Linked DNA regions of Oryctolagus cuniculus: region 1 is linked to region 2. Evidence: chromatin contacts called from public Micro-C data. All regions are on one chromosome and are shown on one strand. Each heading gives the region's core, a stretch centred on a gene start, on an enhancer-like site or on the middle of the called end of the contact. The rest is flanking DNA. Distances are from core to core; before and after follow the strand shown. Region 1 overlaps LOC127484208 (a long non-coding RNA gene). Region 2 overlaps BICC1 (BicC family RNA binding protein 1).

What was found. Hi-C and Micro-C count contacts between places; a contact is called where the count stands out from the background.
Region 1: a Micro-C map of ear pinna shows a contact between it and region 2, with 4 times the contacts expected there. The contact joins two enhancer-like sites. A contact is called at or near these places in 3 of 6 Hi-C or Micro-C datasets (ear pinna, psoas muscle and an unstated tissue).

The regions. Positions count from the first base shown.
Region 1 is chr15:51,401,040-51,407,073 of mOryCun1.1, forward strand. LOC127484208 (a long non-coding RNA gene) reads right to left here. Exons shown (of 2, transcript XR_007911026.2): 2 at 4,405-4,846. Among named protein-coding and RNA genes, the nearest start is that of PHYHIPL, 240 kb to the right of the region's middle. Within about 2 kb of position 3,147, at least 2 of the 8 cell types and tissues checked have an H3K27ac peak or open chromatin away from gene starts, as enhancers often do. A contact at or near this core is called in ear pinna, where this site is marked.
Region 2 is chr15:51,220,473-51,226,938 of mOryCun1.1, forward strand. BICC1 (BicC family RNA binding protein 1) reads left to right here. Exons shown (of 22, transcript XM_070057685.1): 4 at 4,760-4,839. Among named protein-coding and RNA genes, the nearest start is that of BICC1, 290 kb to the left of the region's middle. Within about 2 kb of position 2,914, at least 1 of the 8 cell types and tissues checked has an H3K27ac peak or open chromatin away from gene starts, as enhancers often do. A contact at or near this core is called in ear pinna, where this site is marked.

The DNA.
Region 1 (6,034 bases), core at 1,897-4,396, 180 kb after region 2:
AGCTGTGAAAGAGAAATAGGCTACTAGGATTTCCAGGGTTGTCTTGAGGTTTAAGCGATGAAAAAGGCTTTAGCATATTTGAAAGCTCTTGGGGGGGGGTATATGCAACAGACAGCAAGAGATTCAAGACAGAGGAAGAAGGGCTAGTTTATAAAGCAAGATTCCTCTGGGATAAAGCAGAGATGTTGGAATAAGCCTCAGTTAGAAAGATGGGCTCCTCTCTTACATTGGCAGGAGTAGTAGGGGTTGTGAGGAAGTTGGAGGACTGAAGAGTGGAGAAGGTATGGAACCCTTACCATGGAGAAGAGCAGAGAGAACTGATTAAAAACTCAGTAGAATTTCTTGGCAGTGCCTGCATCCTGTTGAGCATGTTGACCATGAATACATAATGACAATAGTCAGCCCTGGTGCATTTGCTACAATGAAACTTAGCAACCTTGGTCAATGGCTGGATTTACTGAAAGAGGTCAAGTAGATATGATGAGTGGTTATAGTAACCAAATATTGAAGATAAGTAGGATAAAGAAAGGAAGCAGGGGCTGGCGCTGTGGTGCAGTGGGTTAATGCCCTGGCCTGAAGCACCAGCATCCCACATGGGCGCCAGTTTGAGACCTGGCTGCTCCATTTCCTATCCAGCTCTCTGCTTGGTCTGGGAAAGCAGCAGAAGATGGCCCAAGTCTTTGGGCCCCTGCACTCATGTCAGAGACCAGGAAGAAGCTCCTGGCTCCTGGCTTTGGATTGGCACAACTCCAGCCATTGCAGCCAATTGGGGAGTGAACCATCAGATGGAAGACTCTCTCTGCCTCTCCTCTCTCTGTGGAACTCTGACTTTCAAATAAATAAATAAATCCTAAAAAAAAAAAAAAAAAGAAGTGAAGGGATGTATTGTGAGTCAATGAATAACAGAAATTTTAAGGATGGTCAACGAACTGGTTTGATATAAACAACTGAATGAACCACCTAGAAGGATATAGACTATGAGGTGTCTGAGTTCTTGATTTGGAAGGTAGAGCGACTTTTCTGAGTGATAATAAGGTCCAGAGAAAGGCAATGAAAACCTATGACCCAAATTTGGAGTAGAGATCCTTGGAGATGAAGAGTTCAAGGAAGTGAGCAGTTAGGAAGCTGGGTATCAATATAGATAATGAATTTACCCAGGATATCAATGTGAGGAGCTGAGTATAGACACCCAGATTTGGTAAATCATAATGGCAAAGAGGACTCAAGGAAGAGTATGTGGATATGTGGCATGTGGGTATGTGGTTGAGCAAATTCTCCTTGAGAAAGCTGTCTAGAAAGTTATATCTTCAGGACAATCAGGGTTTTACACAATGGGGACAATGATGCCCATACTCTAGAGTTATCAGGATTAAATGAGATATATTTTAAATGCTTACCATATTTAAATACAGAATTAAACATTACACAATTGACAAATCAACAGACAGTATGCTATGTACATTTGTGTATAATCTAATTGCACTACTTTGTTAGAGTAAATCTATTGTTACCTGGATTTATAAATAAAGAAACTGGTTTGGAGAGGTTGAGTAAGTTACACAACTCTTCTAGCTCAGCAGTGGCAAATGGGAGCCCAGAAAGTCTAGGGCCAGAGCCCACATTTTGTTTTTAAAGGTGTATTTATTTGAAAGACAGAATTACACACACATGGCGGGAGGGGGTAGGAGGGGGGAGAATGTCCATCTTCTTGTTCACTACCCAGGTGGCCAGAGGGCCACGGCTGAGCCAGGAGCTTCCTCCGGGTCTCCCACGTGGTTTCAGGGGCCCAAGCACTTGGGCCATCTTCCACCGCTTTTTGAAGGCCATTAGCAGGGAGCTGGATTGGAAGTGGAGCAGTTGGGACACAACTTGGCACCCATATGGAATGCGGGTGGTACAGGCAGTGGCTTTACTCACTATGCCACAACACTGACCCCAACAGCCTACATTTTAAAACACCATTAGTACTGTTTTTGTTTTGTTTAAAACAAATGTTTCAGATTGTCTTTATGAATGAAATCAAGCTACTAATGTATTTTGAAATCATTTAAGCAAAGTCTAAATTAAATCACATTCTCAATAAGGCAAAAATTTCTGGTAAAAGTGAAAATTCTCAAGAATGTAGTATGTATGCTACTTTCAGCATGAAAATACCACTGTCATATCATACTTACAGTGCAAAAAAAAAAAAAAAAAGGATTAAGGCCAGTCAGTAACTTTATTGAACTCGGTGTTTCAAATCTTGTCTACAAGGCTAGTTTGTACTCTTTGATCTTGATTGATGTCTATGAAATAGCACTGTGCATTGGGGAAGAGATGAAAATGAATTTGGAGTCAATGGAGCTACAAGTAGGAGCAGGTGGAAATAAAGGGAAATATGTCGGCAGATAGGGAATGATGGATGGGAGGGCTGGTGAGAGGAAACCAGGCACTCCAGTCCCCTGCATCTCCTTGGTATGGATCAAAGAAGCGATGACAAAGACGACTGAGTACTGTTTAGGCCCTCATAGGTCTTGCAATGGGAGAATTGTCACTCACATTGAGCAGGGTCTCTATGCTATTGGGGTAGATCCAGAGCATAGTTTGGAGTCCAGGGTTTCCAAGAACTCAGAGTTCTTTCTCAAGAGGGATGAAGGGGCAGCAGTAAAGGCCAAAGCACTTTCATTTGGCTTTGGGTGCTTCATTTGGACCTCTCAGTCCTCATGTAAACCACACACCGAAATTCTGAGTAAATAGCAACGTTGTTCTTTTCTTCTCCAAGAAGTCTCTGATACCTAGACATGTCCTCTACCACTCTGACATCCAGACAGTGCCATTACCTGTGGCCATGAGCACTCTGTTGAGATGGGAAGGGTGTGCACGGGTTTAGTTTTAAACGAATGACCTTCTAGATCATGTGTGTGGGTGGGCCAGCAGTGAGCACCCATCTCCACTGTGCTGGTTGACGTGGAGGGAAAATGATAATGAGAGAGGATTTACAGAAAAGATTAACATTTCCCTTAGCTGTTTCTTATTTTCAAGAGGAAGAATTCTTTCCTCCCAATCCTGAAGAGACTAAAATAGAACCACAGTTGATTCTCAGCTCTTCAAAACCCTGTACTGTTTTCCTTAGCATGCTTGCTGGGCAACAGCTGCCCCAGATGTATAAAGTAAAGGTGTGACTTTTCCAAACTGTGGGATTGAAGGACCAGCCGGGACCTGTTCATCAGCTGGTAGTACTGTTTTGAGTAAAGACCATTTTGAAAAGCACATTCAGAACCAAGAGTTCTGGGGAAATTCATGGGAAGCACCCAGAGAGAAGCTCAGGCAGCCACATCATCTTTCTTTCAGAAGTCCAGTCCCCGGAGTCCTCCGTTCTCAGAACTGCTGGGGAAACATGAAACTTCCTGGCAGGTACTGAGATACTTGGTTTGTTTGGACTTTGCAGTGATCCCAGGAATGTTAATAGGCATGTTTCCATGCAAACCACATAATCAAACGATGACTATAGTTTAATCCAGTCCCAGGGAGCAGCTAAAAAATAAAAATATGGACCCACTGGAAGTCCTGGTAGCCAGTTCCACCAGGTTCAGGACGGAACTTTCTGGAAGGTTCCCTACCTGACCCTGTCTATTCTGATTAGGATGGCAGGGCCAGGCTCTTTCCGTGAGGGTTTGTCAGCTTTTCCATTTAAAGATCGTGACTGCTCAGAGCACAAACGTCTGTGGTGTTTTGAATCCTGAGTCTTGCTGACAGCACACAATCCAAAGGCATGCAATGCACGTCCTGCACCACATCTTTGCCTAACTTTTTGGTGTGAAATTCCAAGTTTTGTAAGTCTAGCCTTTTACTCATGATCCTGTACAGCTGTTTTCAGATCCAGGAAATCCTTGGACAGAAAGCAGATCTGCTTTCTGGGATCCAGGGAGCTTTACATAAGGAGGTAAGAGATTCCTGGCAGGGAACCTGGAACAAGTCTCAGCTGTTCCATTTCCTTTTGGAAAATGTTAAGGTCAGCATTATTGGCCAGATGTGTTCTGTTAGCATCCAGAATTACGATTAAGAACAAAAATTAGTTTTATCAAAATTGGATTAGAGTTTGGACCCTTTCGCTGATTAGCTGTATGGTCTTGGGTAATCATTCATGCTCCATGGGGAATGATTTCCCCTTGAGTAAAACTTAAATGGTTGGTTGTGTTGGAACCTAAGCCTATCCTACTTATAATAATCCAGAATATTCTGGAGAAAATAAAAAATGCCTTGTCATAACTTTCACTGTGCTACCCCACATGACCAGCAGATGGCAAACTCGCATTGTAGTCTGAAATTGATACCATGATGTGTTACTGGTAGCCCCAGTGGTGATGAAGGTAGGTAGGTACAGGGTACTGACCATTAAAAAAAAATCCACAGATTCATGGTTCATGGATTCATAGGCAAAGATTCTGTTTCCATTAGACTTTCCACACTTACACAATTGAGGTCCTTTGGAATGCTTTGAAAGGTTAAGTACTCATTGGAGCAAACCATGCATTTCCTCTCTTAATCCTTAATTCATTAATTAACAATTATTTGTAGAAAGTCCATGGTGTTCAAGGTCCTGAGCTAGTGATAAAGATACAGAGATAAAAAGACACAGTCCCTGTACTCAGGAAACTCATCTTCCAACAGGAGGGGACACACCATCAAACGCCGGGTTGTCATTGTGGTGAGATGCAGAGAAGTTCACATTAGACCACGTGAGATGAGGCTGGAGGAGGGCCGGCAGCAACAGACTGGATGTGTGAGCATGAGTGATGGCTGCCATTGCAAACAGGAAATTCACTGGAGGAGTGTGGTCCAGGCAGGAGAAATCGCGTGAGCAAAGCTGCATGTACAAGAAGGGGAAAGGAAATCCAGAGTTAAAAACAGCCAGGACTGTGGCACAGACCAGGCAGAGTGGTGTGAGAAGAGGAGCAGAACAGACCTCATGGAGGTGGGACTGCTGAGCCATGAACATTTCCCCATGATGCTGTTGGCAAGGGTGATTTTATCACATTAGTTAACTGGTATCTCAGTGAATAAGGAAGTCTGGTACAATCGAAAAACAGAGGCAGTAGGTTTATTTTGACTGAGAAGTTGTAGGGGCAGAAAAGTGTGATACCTTCCTTCATCCATCATAAGGGTCACAGTTGCCAACACTCCAGTAACAAATGACAAGTTAACAAGAGAAGAGCATAATCATGTTTATGCAAAATTTTATATGATTGTGGAGTTTTTAAGAAATGAAGACTCAAAGACCCAGGAGAAGCTACCTATTTGTATTCTTAGGTTCAGTGAGGAATGGATTGTCATGTAGAAATGTGACTGGATAAAAGGGCATGATCTAATGATAACAGACCGAGGTGGGGAGCTAGCAAAACTCTTTAGATTCTTCTTGACCTTCCTCCATCTGCGTATAGCGCAAGATTCCTCTGGAATAGGCATTAAGGGAGATGAAAGAGAAAGAGAGAAAGAGAGAAAGAGAGAAAGAGAGAAAGAGAGAAAGAGAGAAAGAGAGAAAGAGAAAAGAGAAAGAGAAAGAGAAAGAGAAAGAGAAAGAGAAAGAGAAAGAGAAAGAGAAAGAGGAAGAGGAAGAGGAAGAGGAAGAGGAAGAGAGAGAGAGAGAGAGAGAGAGAGAGAGAGAATTCTAGCATGTATGGCTTGTTTTGGGGAGAGGATTTGTAATTTCTGTGACCTGCCTTGGTGAAAAATTCTGGTTTCTATTACTCAGAGGAGAAAGAGGGACAGGAGACGGGATGGAGAAGCTCATAGAAACCTTGCTTCTCAGGCACTCCTAATGTTCTTCAGTTTAAAGTACTCAGCATGCCAAGGTGCCATACTTTGAGGTTTTGTGTTTTGAGCCCCAACAAAATGGAAGAGCATGGAACTCAATCAATGTTATCTTGGATCAGTATAGTTCAAAATAATATTCACTGCATTCCTGGGATTAATTAATCCATTCTTTGCTGGCCAACACACAAAATGGCAACATACAGCCTGTCAAAGTGACATAACAACCTCTATGACATTAGTG
Region 2 (6,466 bases), core at 1,664-4,163:
ATGATGTAGGGCGGTTTGGCTGTTCTGTTTATATGTATTAAATGTGTGAGCCTTGCAGACCCCAGGCTGTGATATAGAACTTTCCCCCATGAACAGAAGTGCACTGTGATGATATTTTGGGGGGTATTGTGACTGGAAAGAAGGGAGTTGCTCATGCAAGGTATTTTCTGTCTAAAAGAATATCCTGAGAATGAAAGAATTACTGTGAATTTTTGTTGTTGTTGTTGAATCATTAGCTCAGCAGTATTTCAATCATTGGAGACAGGAAAGTAGCTACAAACAGATTGCTGGTGAAAGACTGATGGCGTAAATTCATCTTGTGTCAATAGCACATTTCTTTCTGTAGTATAATAAACACAAATGTCTGATAGAAGTATTTTCTACAGGTTTTGCTGTGGGATAGGAATGAAGTGGAAAGGAGGTTTCAGCTTGAGGAGAGAAGACAAGACCATGAAATACTCACTGCTGTTTCCAGGGATTGGAATATTTGCAAGAATGGAAAACAGATTAGAAACGAGGGTACCAAGAGCTAATCTTTAAAATCATAAGTAAACCTCCCATAAAATCATAAGTAAACCTCCCATAAAATGTCCCAAATCTTTTAAATATTTATTTTTATTGAAAATTGGTTTTTAGCAGGTGTTCTGATGGAAACACTTGTTGCCTTATCAAGTCCTTACGAATTGCCATATGGAAGTCATGAGAACCATTTTATAAAAAAAGTTCAGCTTTTTTTTTAAAAAAGGCACATTTTCTATTCTCTTTTGCAGTATACACTTATAAAACCCATTTCTTAAGCATGTCTGTGGCAGCTTCATGTAACTTAGTGAAGGTTGGACTACCAGCTGGTCTTCCTCCCTTCCATAGGCTGACATGAGAGACATATGAACAGACAGGTAGGGCAGAAATATAAAACCAAAACCTGGATGATACCTGACAAGTGCTGAGATCTATTTTGAAGTGAGACCTGTTTGGGGAAGTGCAGGAAATACGGTCACATTGGATATGAAATGTGGATCTAGACTTCTGTCTCCTCCCTCTGAATTTGGCTATTTCATAAAATACTCTGCTTTCAGTCTGTTCAAGCAGCAGGTTACTGGATATCTGCGTCTGGTCTGGTACTGTGGCTGTTATAAAGTCAAGTAATACATGGTCCCTGTGTTCAGGGATCTTGAGGGTTTGTTATAAAGCAATGAACATAGTTTTTAAAGTAAATGTCTCCATATTTTTATGGCAACATTAGAATTGTACTTCAAAATAATTAATTTGGGAAAGGGGGAAGCTATACACTTATTTCCAGTTTCTCTACCATATACTGACACACTTTCTTGCTGACCTTTTTATTTCATTTTTAGATTTAGTAGTATGTCCATACTTTGGCTTTTATTGTGTGTGTGTGTGTGTGTGTGTGTGTGTGCGTGCGTGTGTGTGTCATGTATTTCAAGAATGAGTCTGGGCCGGTGCTGCAGCTCACTAGGCTAATCCTCCGCCTGTGGTGCCGGCACCCCGGGTTTTAGTCCCTGTTGGAGCGCCGGATTCTGTCCCGGTTGCTCTTCTTCCAGTTCAGCTCTCTGCTGTGGCCCGGGAGTGCAGTGGAGGATGGCCCAAGTGCTTGGGCCCTACACCCGCATGGGAGACCAGGAGGAGACGCCTGGCTCCTGGCTTTGGATTGGCACAGCACGCCAGCTGTAGTGGCCACTTGGTGGGTGAACCAGTGGAAAAGGAAGACCTTTCTCTCTGTCTCTCTCTCTCTCTCACTGTCTAACTGTGCCTGTCCAAAAAAAAAAAAAAAAAAAAAAAAAAAGTCTGAATAAAGCTGGGGCCCCTGTGCTGTTACATAGACAAGCTTGAACTACAGACTGTAACAGTTACTGAAAACGAACAGCATTTTATGAACTCAAATGAGTAAATTAGGTTAAACCTGGAATTAAATCTCACATCCTGTATATCTTTTAAGAAAAGAATAAAAAATCTAAATCCCAATTTTGTCATATTCATTTCTATCCTTATTGAAATTAATTATTGAAGGGAGCACTTTAAAAAAGAAAAAAAGCACTTATTCCCATCCTGGAGACAGTTTGATGTTGCATGTCCGTTGTCGGTTGTCCACTCCCTGTGGAGTTTGATGTTACTCCTTGCTTCCTCTGTGTGTCTTTGTGTGCATTGGTACTTTATAGTTTTGAACACTAGATGGTGCCATTTCACTTTAAAATGAGGTGGTTTTTTTTTTTTTTTTTTTTTTTTTTTGCCTTTGCTTTCTATTTTGCTTATTGTTCTGTTCATGCAGAGATGATGGCAATCAGAGCCTTCCTTAAATTGCATCCGAGGCTCCCTGTCTGTCTACAGGTGGATAGGACCTTTAAGGTGATTTTCCAGCCTGTGAGAGTCAGGTTTCAGGTTAGCCATTCTGTACTTACTGTTAACTTCTTTTGTGGGTGAGAAAAATACAGTTGTATCCTGTAGAAGCATTTCTGTCTTGTGTCTTGGGCCAAAACATAAGAGGTTAAAATTTAAAGTCTCGGTGGTTTAATCTACTGTTGCTCATCCTTGGTTTAGGAATCAGGGAACCAGTGACATCCTGATCAGGGTGCGTGTGTTTTAGCAAGTGAGTGATGCACAGGCATGTTCTGAGAAACACTGCATACTCATGAGTGTTTTCAGTAGAGATTAACAGCAGTGTCAGCCCCACAGGAACTCAAACCACAGTTGTGGATATTTGAGTGTGAAGTTTTGGATCCAGACAGCTTTCTATGTAAGTGTTGTCTAGAGGAGTTACAGGGGCCATCGTAAGGTTTCCCGAAGTGGTAAAAGCTGGCCGGAGTAAGAGGGGGAGAAGGCAGTGCCCGTGCGTGGGGATTGAGGGATGCGATACCGCAGGACCTGCTGCCAGCTTGCAGCAGTCCAGCATCCCTGTGCCTTGCTTTTAGACCCCTTGCCTCACAGCACCTGGTACGCAAACACTGGAGAAAGTTTCCCCCAACCGTCAGGCCTCTGATCTTCACAAATGTCCCTGTGACAGGGCAAGTGTCAGAAGAGGGAATAAAAGATGGGAGACTTTCCAGAGGCCACGAGCAGCCCCTGGGGGACAGTCTAGGCGGAGACAGGGGCTGGAGGTGAGGGCGCTGACTCGACCAGCCACAGCTGCTGGGACGTCTCCTCAGGGGCCGGAGCCCTCCGCACTGTGCGTGTGTGTGCGTGCGCGTGTGTGGAGGGGAGGGAGTGCACTGTTGTTAGCTGGAATTTCACCATCCTGGTCTGAAGAGAAGGTAGTTTTAGGAAAATGGGTTCTTCCATTCTTTGTTTCCTCATTGCCCAGTTGCACCTTCGTGTGGCTTTGACTTCACCTTGGGCAGTAGGGGGTGGATAAGGAGATCAGCTGTGAGGAGAAATGTGAGTGTGGTGGTGGTGTTGGGATAAAACCTCTACCTGCTTATTTGGCTTCCGTGTCCCAGAGAATTGCTGCCTTCGAAGAGTGAAAGCACTGGATCTGAGCTGCTTGTTAGTTGTGAAAGGCGTTTGGCAAACCCTGGCTGGCCCTGATGTCACTGCTGTGACGTGTCGGAGGGCACAGCATGGCCTCAGCTGAGACGTGTGGGTACTCAGTAGGGTGGAGATTTATCACTGAGGTGAAACTCCTGATAGATTATCTCTATCTTTACCACTGAAACTAATGGTTAAAGAACTTTCTATTTAACCCCAGAGCATCTTGGTCTGTCAGGCTGACTGAGAAGGAGAGACAGCACTAGGTCACCAGATTAAAAGGAGACCTGGAGAGCTGGGTCAGCAACCCTGGGGCTTAGGCTCCAGATCTACCATCTCACCTCCTTTCCACCTGTACGCAGATCTCATTTTCTACAAATCCCACTGCCCGCTCCCCTTCCCATAACTGGTATTCCTGAGCCATTCATCCTGCTGTCCTTTTGTGCTTTTTCATACATTTGTGTTCTAATGTATTAGGCAATTTGTTCTCATTTTTGTCTCACTGAACAAGATGATAAACCGTATATGGACAGAAGCCTTTTTTCTTCACTGATATGATATTACCCCTAGTTCCTGGAACATAGACTCGTGCATAGTAGATGTGCAGAAAATAGTTGTTAAATGAGTGCTTTCCTACACAAAGGTCAGTAGCAGTGATGTACAATAGATACAGCATCTTAGATGAGTCACTCAGTAGTAATTCTGATTAAATATCAAATTTTCCCAAATATAAATTAATTTTTTTTCTCTTAAACCTACACCTGTGAGGATGTCTCCTTAGTTATCACAGAGTTTAAAATATGAATTCATAGCTGAAAGGCTTTAACTTATATGGCCCAAGACTGAGTAGTTTCCACGACAAGATTCTAAACCAAGTTGTGGCTTAGATTTTTCTGTAAACAACCTCGCAAAACTGTGTCATGGTTTAAATAAATTAATACCTTTAAATCCATTGAATGGGTCCTGGAATGTAGCAAGATCTCAATTGTTATATTGAAATATGGACATCTCACTTGTTTAAAAATACTATATAATTATTTTTGCAATTATACACTTATTTTGGAAAAAAATCATTTAGCCATGTGTCACAGGGGCAAAAGTACATGAATAATTAGAATATTCTCCAAATTTGGAAATTCTGGATGTTTTGTTATTGTTAGATTGATACATGCCTAGAATGAAAGTTACTGACTTTCTTATGGAACACTTAGGAGTAACAACAGTTTTAAAACAGAGTTTGGGAGCTTCACATGAGACTGCTGTTTCTGATTCCTTACAGATCCCCATATAAAGGTTTCTGGAAAGAAGGAAGATGTTAAAGAAGCCAAGGAAATGATCATGTCTGTCTTAGACACAAAAGTAAGTGAATGTTAAGGACGCTCGGGGGTCAGGACCTTGTCTCTGCAAGGGCTGCTTCCTGCCCTTGTGAAAGAACCATTTGGAGAAGAAAAACCAGGAGAAAGTAATGTGGCTTTGAAGAACACGTGTGGTTGTACAGTGGGTGTACAGTTCTGCTGAATACTTGACTGGGTTCTCTCATACCGTGTAAGGGAACAGTGTTTCTACATATACACATACACACATATGCATATGTAGGTACTCATATGTGTGCATATGCATGTATGTGCAGACCATCTTCAGAAACAGACACTGGTGCTGGTTAGGGTAGCACAGGTAGTAAAGATGATCATTAGCATATTGGCCTTTGTGGTGCCAGCCACATATGCTTCCTTTTGTGTGATTGTGTGTACACGTTCTCTCTGCAAGTCTCTGTGTTTAGGGAAAACAGGAAAACGTAAATATGTAAGAATATATACTCATTTGTGTGAATAAATACATCTAAATCATCTATTATATTCCAGGTACTTTGCTAATCATTTTATAGTATTATTGAACAAGTATTATTTTGTGTAACTCTCATGACTGCCTATCACAGAGATACTAAGTAACTTGCTCAGGCAAGCAGCGCTGGTAACTGGGGAGGTGGGGTTCAAATCCAAGCCATCGGATTTTTTTTCCCTGATTCATAACCTTTTATAAAGCTAGAGTAATCAAAACAGTGTAACACTGGCATAAAGACATACATAGAGACCAATGGAACATAATAAAGAGTTCAGAAATAAACTCACACATATATAATTACATGATCTTTGACAAGGATGCCAACTCTACACAATGGGAAAAAGTCTCCTCAATAAACAGTGTTGGCAAAACTGATCTTGACTTGCAAACAAATGAATCTAAAGCTGAACCTTATACTATACACAAAAATCAATTCAAAGTGGGTGAAAGAAATGAGCATAAAACCTGAAATTATAGAACTCACTGCGGAGAAACTTCATAACATCAGCGTTTGCAGTAGTTTCTTGGGTATGATTGCAAAATACAGGCAACAAAAGCAGAAACAGACAATTTTGGATCACACCAAACTAGAATGTTTTTTCACAGCAAGTCAATCAATCAATAGGATGAAAGGCAGCTCATGAAATGGGAGAATATACTTGCAAACCATATATTCATATAAAAAAAGTGTTTATATCTAAAATATATAAGGAACTTCTATCACCAACAAAAACAAAACCAAAAACAAACAAAGAAAAACTAATCTGATTCTTGAAATGGACTAATATTTGAATGCACATGTCCCCGAGGAAGACAGATGGTCACTAAAAAATATTTAGCATCACTAATTATCAAGGAGTGACAAATCCACACCACAGTGAATATCACCTGACACCCATTAGGATGGCCATAATTCAAAGCCACTTTGTTTCTCCATCTGTTATTCCATTGGAATTGTCTCTGAAACTTTCCTTTTTTTCCCTTGTTATTCACCTATATAATGGTCAACTATTTGGGTGTTTTCTTTACAAAGGAGGATGTTTTCCTGTGTTATAAAGGCTAACCTGGCTGGAACTGTGGTGCAGTGGTTAAAACCCCGGCCTGCAGAACCAGCATCCCATATGGGTGCACGTTTGAATCCCAG